3 separate regions of the Mus musculus genome follow, and all the other regions are linked to region 2. The links are chromatin contacts, called in public promoter capture Hi-C maps. All regions are on one chromosome and are shown on one strand. Each heading gives the region's core, a stretch centred on a gene start, on an enhancer-like site or on the middle of the called end of the contact. The rest is flanking DNA. Distances are from core to core; before and after follow the strand shown. Region 1 holds the start of Dennd4b (DENN/MADD domain containing 4B). Region 2 holds the start of Krtcap2 (keratinocyte associated protein 2). Region 3 holds the start of Gpatch4 (G patch domain containing 4).

What was found. Promoter capture Hi-C pulls out the DNA fragments that hold promoters and counts their contacts.
Region 1: a contact with region 2 is called in a promoter capture Hi-C map of pre-B cells, with 2.1 times the contacts expected there. The contact joins the promoter of Dennd4b here to the promoter of Krtcap2 in region 2. A contact is called at or near these places in 1 of 39 promoter capture datasets (pre-B cells) and 1 of 115 datasets of contacts at active chromatin or transcription factors (pancreatic cancer cells).
Region 3: a contact with region 2 is called in a promoter capture Hi-C map of liver, with 4 times the contacts expected there. The contact joins the promoter of Gpatch4 here to the promoter of Krtcap2 in region 2. A contact is called at or near these places in 2 of 39 promoter capture datasets (liver and pre-B cells) and 1 of 115 datasets of contacts at active chromatin or transcription factors (pancreatic cancer cells).

Annotation. Positions count from the first base shown.
Region 1 is chr3:90,263,499-90,266,565 of GRCm38.p6, forward strand. Dennd4b (DENN/MADD domain containing 4B) reads left to right here and starts at 1,737. Exons shown (of 28, transcript NM_001356483.1): 1 at 1,737-2,063. It overlaps Crtc2 (CREB regulated transcription coactivator 2), which reads left to right. Exons shown (of 14, transcript NM_028881.3): 14 at 1-627. The coding sequence ends at 202.
Region 2 is chr3:89,244,692-89,248,205 of GRCm38.p6, forward strand. Krtcap2 (keratinocyte associated protein 2) reads left to right here and starts at 1,747. Exons shown (of 5, transcript NM_025327.3): 1 at 1,747-1,824; 2 at 2,087-2,241; 3 at 2,374-2,437. The coding sequence starts at 1,821. It overlaps Trim46 (tripartite motif-containing 46), which reads right to left and starts at 1,206. Exons shown (of 10, transcript NM_183037.2): 1 at 1,024-1,206. The coding sequence starts at 1,086.
Region 3 is chr3:88,041,337-88,044,763 of GRCm38.p6, forward strand. It overlaps Gpatch4 (G patch domain containing 4), which reads left to right and starts at 1,770. Exons shown (of 8, transcript NM_001110809.2): 1 at 1,770-1,843.

The DNA.
Region 1 (3,067 bases), core at 487-2,986, 1.0 Mb after region 2:
CTCTAAGGAGATTGCAGCAGCCCTGGCTGGAGTGCCTGGCTTTGAGGTGTCAGCATCTGGGTTGGAGCTGGGCCTGGGGCTAGAAGATGAGCTGCGCATGGAGCCACTGGGCCTGGAAGGACTAACTATGCTGAGTGACCCCTGTGCCCTGCTGCCTGACCCTGCTGTGGAGGACTCATTCCGTAGTGATCGGCTACAGTGAGGGGACCTCACTGCCATCCTTCTTCATGGCCCTGTCCCATCAGTCTTCATCCCTTCCCCCTGGCCAGTAGAGACTACTCTCTGCCCCCAGATCCTTTTTCTAATATGAATGAAGGATCCTAAAACTGAGGAAAGGGAAGGGGCTTGGCCAGGTGGCCCCTGAATGCTGTATGTCTGGTGGGCTTGGGGGAATTCAAGGGAGGGCCTAAAAGCACTTGTAACTTTGAAAACCGTCTGTCTGGAGGTCAGAGCCTGTTGGGAAGCAAGGTGTAGAGGGAAATCTTGGAGAGAGGGCTTGTCCAGAAGGGATGGGCACTACCAGCCCCTCCCTATTTCTCTTCCCCTTGCAATGGAAGAGAGAGCCAGAATGGATATTATTTTTTATTAAATATATTATATGTTAATAAAAAATCCTATTAAACCTTTTGTGTGCTTGGCTATTTGGTACATGGCTGGGGACCTAAGGAGGTTTGGTGCCATAGGTTCTTTTGTGTTGCATTTTTGTTTGTTTGTTTTTTGACAGGATTTCTCTTACATAGGGCAGACTACCTAGAAGTCACACGTGCCCGTTGGCACCTTGGCTTCCTTAGTGCTAGGGCTACGGGTGTGCGTTAATCCTCTCAGAACTTTTGTGCTTGTGCGGAAGCACCATTCTCAGATTTAGGTCCCAAACTGGATGTATCCTAAAGCCTATACAGACTTCACCGAGGCAGCAGGAAGTCACCTTATGTGCCCTTGTTTGTTTAAGGCCCTGCCTGCTGCAGCATCAGGGGATGGGGCACCGTGACTAGCCTGACAAGTTACTCTTCTGAAGCCCTGGGTAAGGAGAGGCTGTTGTCCCAAGTCACAGTTGTTTCTGTTAGAAAATCCTCCCCTCTCCTGGAGGAGGCTATTGCCAGTGTTGATGCTTCTAGAGAGAAGTAAGCAGGCCTAGCTGGCTTACTTGGTTTATGTTTGGGGGACCTAAGCAATCTCATGTTCTGAGGACTGTATGTCGATTCATCCATTTCACTGCTCCATTTGGGTTTAACGCAATAGATCCTTGGGAGACAACCATGTTCCACGAAGGCTTTGTTAGACTTCACCCAGCATAGTGAAAGGAGTGCTACACCTCCACTATTCGGCTTCATGCCTTTCTTCCTCTTTTTCAATGTTCTTGTCATTTCTCGAAAGAAGAACTGAGAGTTTCTGGCTCTGGCCAGTGGGTTCTAAACGTGGAAGTGGGGAGTCACCTGGGTTTCCCAGGTCTAGGTCTTCAGGGCCTTCGCTGTGGCACAGTGGCCACATCTGACGGTAGGGCAGGACAGGAGCACCGACTCTGACTTCGGGGCCATCTGGGGTCAGTGTCTTGCTTTTTCCTCCGGGTGGTGGGAATCCGCTTGGTTGCAGGGGGCCCTCCCAGCCACCAGGGGTCGCACTGCAGGCGGCAGGGTGTTGGGCCGGCGCTAGCCAGGGTCACGGCCGCAGGCCCGGGTGTGTGGGGGGGGGCAGAATAGCGGAGGCGCCCGCGGCTCCTGGGGGGGTGGGGGGCGGGTATGAGTGGAGAAAGCAGGGCGCGTTGAAGAGCTTGGGGTCCCCAGCAACGTGGGAGCCGGGAGGACCGCGCGGCTGGAACTAGCGGTGTGGTGTGGCAGCAGTCCCCGCGTGGCGCAGCGCGCGGGGACGCTGGGACCGCCCAGATCTTCTTCCACCGTGCCCGGCGCCCTCGGCTGCTGCTTCTTCCTTCAGCCCGGGCGCGAGCGGCTCCTAAGTCGAGTGCGCCATGTCCGGGGCTGGATAGCAGCCCAGCCGCCCGCCGGCCCGCCAGCCCGCCCTCAGAGCCACCCGCCAGCGGGCCGGCTGGGGAGTCCCAGGGCAGGCAGGTAGGGGCCGGACCGGGCGGGGCGGCGGGCGGGTTAGGGCGGGCGGAGGGCGGGCGGCTCCAGGGACTGTCCCCAGCTGTTCTACGCTGCGCATCTGGTTCCGCTTCCTCCCTCCCAGAGAAGTGAAAGTGGAGGGGAGGGCGCAACCCAGAGCTAGCTAGCTGTGCTCGACATCCTACAACCTGGAGCTCCCGCGGGCGCTCAAGCCAGAGCACCCCTCCTTCCCGCCTGGGTCACGCGGCTGCTGGCGCTGCTGCCGTCACGTCCTCGGCAGTCCCCGCGCGCGCTTCTCTCGGCCCTCCGGCCTCTTGCTCAGCCACCTCCCCCGCGCCGCGCCCTCTGCCCTAGCCCCGACTTCCCGTCATTCGGCATGTGGGCGTTGGGACCCAAAGTGGCTCCAGTGCCGTTGTTTTCCCCCAAGGGAGAAGGGGCTGCATTCTATAGGACTCTTCCCTGGCTGGATAAGGGAAGGCCTGGACACACAAGTCCTGTTGATCCGGGACCACCCACTTGCCTATAGAGGGTCTCATCTAACGGCTTTTGCCTACTGTCTGGAGCACAGAACTACTATTGGCCTGCAGTGGATGAGAGAGTGAGCTGTGTCCTGGAGTTAAATCAGGAGGCTGACGCTGACTCCTGGCTTCACCTCTCAGATGTAGAGAAGCTCAAGCTAAATTTAGCTTGAGTTGGGGCATGTGTGTCCAGAGGCCAGGTTGAGAAGACAGTCGGTTTGGCTCTAGTTCTCTGAGGAAGAGCGGGAGGTTAAATAGACTGTGCATCCTGGAGACACTAAAAGCTTCCCTGCCTTGCACAGGACCCTTAGTGGGAGGTCTGCGTTGGTCTGATGCTGTGCTGGCACCTTAAACAGTACTATCCCCCCCGCCCCCCCAGCGATACCACACACCCATAGGCTGACTTATGCTGAGCTAGCGACAGCTTCCCCTTCGCAGCCATTTCAGGAAGTAGCCTCCCTTCCCCTCTGAAGCACTCTCTCAGCCTCTAGC
Region 2 (3,514 bases), core at 497-2,996:
CCGCCTCACCTGTCTCCATCCCTCCATCTCTGGATTAATAGCATTTATTTCAAGGGCACCACCCATTCTACAGCTGGGTGTTGTCCCCCGCCCCTTTCTCTAGCAACCCTTAGACGCATGACTGCTCCCCGCGGCCAGGGTGCGCTAGCTCTCTGAACCGGCTGGGCACTGGCCGGCGCCCCAGCACCCATCCTCCATTCTTCAATTCTATTTCTTCCAGTCTCCCCAAATCAACCCATCTCTCTTTGCCTTCTATACTAGAGCTATCAGACCCAGTCTGGTGGAGAAATTCGGCCTGTTTCAACCCTTTGCTCAATCTAGGGTGGGGGAGGAAGGAGCGCCCCGCCTACCTGCCCCCTCCCCACCGGAAGTATCCCTCCCCCTTTTGGTGAGGGGTCTTCTGGCTATTCCCCACCCCCACACCTCACCTTGGTCCCTCTCTTCGCAGCCATCCCGGTCAGGGGCGCAGCTGACACAAAGGAGGGAGGGAGAGGGAGGGAGGGGGAAGGAAGTGGTGGGGGGGAGCAGGGTTGGCACCGCCTCTGGGAGAGACGGGCACGGGTTACCATGGCAACGGGAGGCTGCACGGCAGCTAGCGGGGGGGGGGGTTGGGGGCGGTAGGGGGGGTGGTCGGGAGGGGTCCAAATTGGGAACTGCACCCAGGAGCGGTTTTTTCATCACCCCACCCCACCCCCCGCCACACCTGTCCTCAGTTTCTTGGAAAACATCCAAGCTCACACATGCCCCTTCTCATAGCCCTGGTGCACGCCTGGCAGCTACCCCAAGCCTACCCGCTGGGTCCGGGCAGCTTCTCGCTGCCTACACCCCAGCAAACGGGAGTCTCACCACTCGGCTGTCCCCAGGATCCCTCCACACTTGCGTCTCCGCCCTCCCAGTCATTTCTGTCTTAACTAATCCCTTCTCTATAATCCATATTCTTCCTGGACCCCCACCTGTTCAAGGGTCTGGCTTGCCCCGACCCTTTACATCCCCTCCCTTCCCCTTGACCCCACCTTAACTCACACTGATGCGGACTAGTGCATCCATGATGGAAGTGAAGGTCTGCATATCCTCACCCTCAGCCATGGCCCTACTGTGCCCGCCCGCCCCCGGGTGCCCGATCCTGGCTGCTGCTGCGAACCCGGGGCTTAATGCAGGAGCCGGGTGGGGTGAAGGGAGGGGTGGGGAGGGTGAGATGTCACTGCGCATGCTCCAGGGACTAGCTTCGAACTGCGTCCGTCGAGGTAGGGGGTGGGAAATAGTTCTTCCCACGTGGTTCTCCAAAGGCGGTCTAGGGGGTGGGTAACATGGAGGGTATTTGAGGTAGGAACCATTCCTCCTATTAGAAGCTTGCATCGATTCCTGGTCATACTACTCACATAAAGCACGAAGCTCGTTTCAGAAGAACAACTCCAGGTGGACGGTGCTACATCTTGGGTGGCACATATCTTCGGGAGTTGTTGAGGCAATTATAGTGGGTCAGGGAGGTCTGAGGAAGTTGTACGGGAGATGACATGAATAGCAATGAAGGCACAGGTGACTCTAGGCCATGGGATCATGACTGAAAGATGAGTGCAGCTTGTCCAGAGAGACAGCAGATGCCTTGGCTACAGAAGGCTGGAGACCAAGCAGGGCGGTGGCCTAGAATGCTCTTAGAAGCATTATTTCCTCCTTGCCACAAGAGGGCGCTGCACCCAAGGCGCGTAGAGGAAGAAGTAAAGCAAGTCCACGTTGGCCCCGACGCCTGCGTACAGACAACCGCGCCGGCTTTGGCTCCCCTCTTTCTCCAGGGACACGGATTGGACCACGGACGGGGCGTGATGGGTAACCGCACCGGCGGGATGCCCGGGCTGCTCTAGCGGGAGTGGGCGTTGGGGTGGTCCTCTTTTCTCCGTAGCCTCGGTAAAGCTGACGTGTCCTGGGAACTAGCATTTCCTCCGGACAGGCGGGAACTTGGGTGTGCAGGGCCGGGTGGTTCCTGGAGGTCGCTGTGGGGTGGGGGCTGGGTCACTTGGAAGTGGTTGGTGAGCCAAGCTCCGGAGTGAATCTGCCTGAATCTTAGCCTGACTCTTTTTCTCATTTATAGTAGTCGGTACCGGGACCTCCTTGGCGCTGTCCTCCCTCCTGTCCCTGCTGCTCTTCGCTGGCATGCAGATCTACAGCCGCCAGCTGGCCTCCACCGAGTGGCTCACCATTCAGGGGGGCCTGCTGGGCTCCGGCCTTTTCGTCTTCTCCCTGACTGTATCTTCCTCGCGCTGGAAGGGGAGGCGGGGGTGTATGAACAGAACATGGGCGGGAGTGGGTGGCAAGGGCTTTGCAGTCCCTCTACTTCCTATCTTGTTGCGTGAGTTTCTCCTTAATTACATCACCCAGGCCTTCAATAATCTGGAGAATCTGGTCTTTGGTAAAGGCTTCCAAGCAAAAATCTTCCCTGAGAGTAAGTGAAACTCAATAGTTAACTGGACTCTTTTTTTTTTAAACCTCTCCCAAACATGATGCCGAATTTCCCTGTGCTTAGATGATAAAGGAGAAATACATTTGCTTAACACAATCTTGAAGACAGAAGATGCTTTCAGATTAAGCATTTTATTGGAGCTGGAAGAGAAGCACAAAAAGGGGGGAGGGGAGGGGAGGGGAGGGAGAGGAAAAGAAAGAAAAAGGCCAACCTGGTCTGCTCTCAGGACAGGTTTCAAGTGAACAGTCAAGCCTGGGCTGATGTCTGATAGGCATCCAGGAGAAGGTGTTCTTTGTCCCTGTGAGAGAAGAAAGCAAAACCAAGCCCACTGAGGGATTCTGATGTGGAACTGAGCCCGCACTATTGACTGCTGCTGGAGGAGATTGTGAAGTCTGTGTTCACTGGGATGTTACCAATAGCAGGACCCCTGACAGAAGGAGAATAGAGAATAACCGCTAGAGCTCACTCTCTTTCTCTGCATCCGCTTGTTTCTCTCTTCCTTTCTTCTCCTCCCTTCTGTAGCCCACACTGGCCTTGAACTTCCTGTGTGGCTGTGAATGACTAAACCCTTGACTTGCTGATCTTCCTGCCTCCACTTCCCAGGTCCTGAGATTAGCACTACCTCATGTAGTTTATGAGGTGCTGGCGATTAAGCCCAGGTCCTTGAACATGCTAGGCAATCTCTCTCCCAATGGAGGCACATCTCCAGCCCTGATAGATCAGTTTTTGTGTGTGATAATTCTTGTTAGATGGTTCATATAGAGATCTGATGGAGAATAGGGCTCATAAAACAAAGTCGGCATCAGGACCGAGCCACTTGGAAAGCCACATGCTGGGAAAAGCAAGCAGTTGTGGCCCCGTGAAAGACTCACCCAGAAACCCCGAAGCCCGCCATTGTTGCTGTCTTCACGGCCCTGTTGGAGGTTTCCAGAGCTTCCGCCCAGCAATGCCCAGAGCTTCTGTCTCTTCCACTCTGTCCCATGTGTTTCTTATATGCTGAAAGAAATTGTTGGAAGGCAAAAACCTTGTCTTTCAGCCAGACAGTGATGGCACAGGCTC
Region 3 (3,427 bases), core at 520-3,019, 1.2 Mb before region 2:
CACCACCTGGGGACCAAGAATTTAAACATAAGAGCCTAGCGACATTTGTACTCAAACTACTATAGGAGGTGCTATAAAAATGTATTGGTTAGCAGGATAGTGAGATGCTCCTATTTGCCTGTGGTGATTTGAATTTGAATAGGTTTGGCCCCCATAGAATCATGTGTTTGAATGTTTGGCCCAAAATGAATGGCAATATTAGGAGGTGTGGCCTTGTTAGAATTGATGTGGCCTTGGCAGAGGATGTGTGTGTCTCCCATGATTAAGCTCTGCTCAATGTGGAATTCCAGTCTCCTCCTGGCTGCCTGCAGAAGGCAGTCCCTGTCTCCTGCCTTTGGATTAAGATGTAGAACTCTCAGCTCCTCCAGCACCATGTCTGCCTGCAGGCTGCCATGCCTCCCACCACGATGATAATGAACTGAACCTCTGAAATTGTAATCCAGCCCCAATTAAATTTTTTTTCCTTAGAAGAGTTGCCTTGGTCATGTTGTTCCTTCACAACAATTAAGACACTATCCTAATATGGGCCTCACACAAATGATACACAGATGTGACCAGATAACTCTTTTGTTACAAAAGACTCCCGTTCTCTTGACATGGTCAGGGTAGTAGGATGATTTTCAGAATTCACCCATTGCATCTCTGTTTCTGCTATCATGGGTTTTGTTTTGTTTTGTTCTGTTTTGCTTTTTTAAAGATTCATTTTTAATTATGTGTTTCTGTGAGTGGGCCTGTGTATATGTTTATAGATACCAGCAGAGGCCATGGGTCCCCAGGAGTTGGAGTTTACAGGTACCTGTGAATACCCAACATGGATACTGTGCATCTTTTTTTGTTGTTGTTTTTGTTTTGTTTTGTTTTTCGAGACAGGGTTTCTCTGTATAGCCGTGGCTGTCCTGGAACTCACTTTGTAGACCAGGCTGGCCTCGAACTCAGAAATCCGTCTGCCTCTGCCTCCCGAGTGCTGGGATTAAAGGCATGTGTCACCACCCAACATGGATACTGGTAACTAGACTTGGATGCTCTTGAAGATCCCCCACTGTAATTTCTTTTCTTTTTAATTAATTGTTAAGGATGTAATTTTATATGTGTGTGTGCGTTGCCTGCATGTATGCATCTGCAGTTCAGAAGTTAGAAGGTGTTGGATCCTCTGGAATCCATATGGGTGCTGGGAACTCAATCTGAAACACTCTTAATGGGTTAGCTATCTCTTCTGCCCTCAGTGTATTTTCTTTATTATATCCTTTGCCGTAATTGCGTTCTAGATAACAAGCAAATGGCTATTCCCATATGGGGAGGCAATATGAAACGCTCTTTTCCCTTGTTTTTGGGCGGCCGGCCGGCCGCAGAAGCCTACAACTGCTGGTGGGAATGGTGTACTTGCAGCTCCGGTGCCCTGGACCCCTTTTCGTCTCCTCTTCTTGGAGCAAGTCTACATGCTCCTCCAAGTTAAGGGTCGAGTCTTAAGTGTTCTTGTGTTCCCAGTACGAAAGGGACAAGGTAGTGTGCAACCAGTGCTGATCCCGCTACGCAGAGCCTGAGTGTCCTTGCCTCAAGGGAGGCACTAACTCCGGAAAGCTCAGGATAGGGTCGGGGGTGGGGGTGGGGGTGGGGGACCCGAAACAGAGGTTAGGGCGGCGCATTGGCTTCCAACAACTGCAGGAAGGAAACTAGCACCCAGCCTGGAACTCAGTTTCCGTGGCAAACATCCAGGGGAGTGGCTACTGTCAGGACGTCTCTATGGTTTCTGCATCCTAGAAGGGCCAAAGTTCACTTCCGGGAAGATGGCTGCACCCAAGTCGGGTGTCACACGTGCTTCCACGGAGAGGACTGTACACTGACGGTAAGGAGCTTGCTTTCCCCAGGGGCGGGAGCAAGGGCGAAGATCGGAGAGTAGTTCCACCCTGCTGACTCTGTGGCTGCGGGGCTTGGATTTATAACCGGAGGAAAAGGCGGCGGCTGGTCCTCTAGGCTGCTGCAAACGGGTGGCTCTGGACATCCCTGGAAACTGGCTGGAAAGGAGACCGCGTCTCAGTGTACTTGCAGCCTTCGCAGATCAGGCTGCGTCTGCCCACGCCGGCCCATTGCAAGTGCGTTAAAAAACGATTCCTACTGTGTCACTCATTTCAGTCCAGAAACGCTGAACGATTCTCAAGGGCTGGGAAATAAAGCTTGCCTCCGCCTTCCGGGAAGTGTGGTTTTGAATTACTGTGATGAGAAATAGAATGTGGGGAAGGCTTACAGCAGAAGAAAGAAGCTGTAAAGGTACAAAGCAGTGAGTTGCTCATGAAATGCTTCACTACCAATCCTGGATCCACTACTTGCCAGTTGTTTGGTGTTCGAATTAGCAGTGTTCGATTTCTTCTTTGTAAATTAAGGCTAAGTAATACCTTCTTATAAGATGTTGGCAGGCATCAATGAGACAATCCATGTGAAGCAGTTAATAGCAGGTTCGTGGTGAGTCAATGCACTACAAGTGTGGGGTATGATTATTCTTACTGTTAAAATAGTCAGAAATAATTTGGTATTTATAATAAGTGGTATTTGCATGGTGACCTCAGCATCTAAATTTTACTTCTGTTTCCATTTCAAGAAGCAAGGTAGCACCTGGGAGAGAGGCAGGCCAGTGTAACCCAGGCTAGCCAGGCTAATTAGTAAGCCCTCAAAAACAAAAAAAATCCAAGAAGACCACTTCTTTTTTTTTTTTAATTTTTTTTTAATTAGGTATTTTCCTCGTTTACATTTTCAATGCTATCCCAAAGGTCCCCCATATCCACCCCCCCCAATTCCCTACCCACCCACTCCCCCTTTTTGGCCCTGGCGTTCCCCTGTACTGGGACATCTAAAGTTGGCAAGTCCAATGGGCCTCTCTTTCCAGTGATGGCCGACTAGGCCATCTTTTGATGCATATGCAGCTAGAGACAAGAGCTCCGGAGTACTGCTTAGTTCATATTGTTGTTCCACCTATAGGGTTGCAGATCCCTTTAGCTCCTTGGGTAATATCTCTAGCTCCTGCATTGGGGGCCGTGTGATCCATCCAATAGCTGACTGTGAGCATCCACTTCTGTGTTTGCTAGGCCCCGGCATAGTCTCACAAGAGAGAGCTATATCTGGGTCCTTTCAGCAAAATTTTGCTAGTGTGTGCAATGGTGTCAGCGTTTGGAAGCTGATTATGGGATGGATCCCTGCATATGGCAATCACTAGATGGTTCATCTTTTTGTCACAGCTCCAAATTTTGTCTCTGTAGCTCCTTCCATGGGTGTTTTGTTCCCATTTCTAGGAAGGGGTTAAGTGTCCACACTTTGGTCAAGAAGACCACTTCTTTACCCCGTTTTTGTGTTGCTGTATTCACAGTTCCGTTTCATTTGGGCTTCATGCAATCATCCTTCCTAATGGAAAGGTGGATAGACATGTGATTCTTCCTAA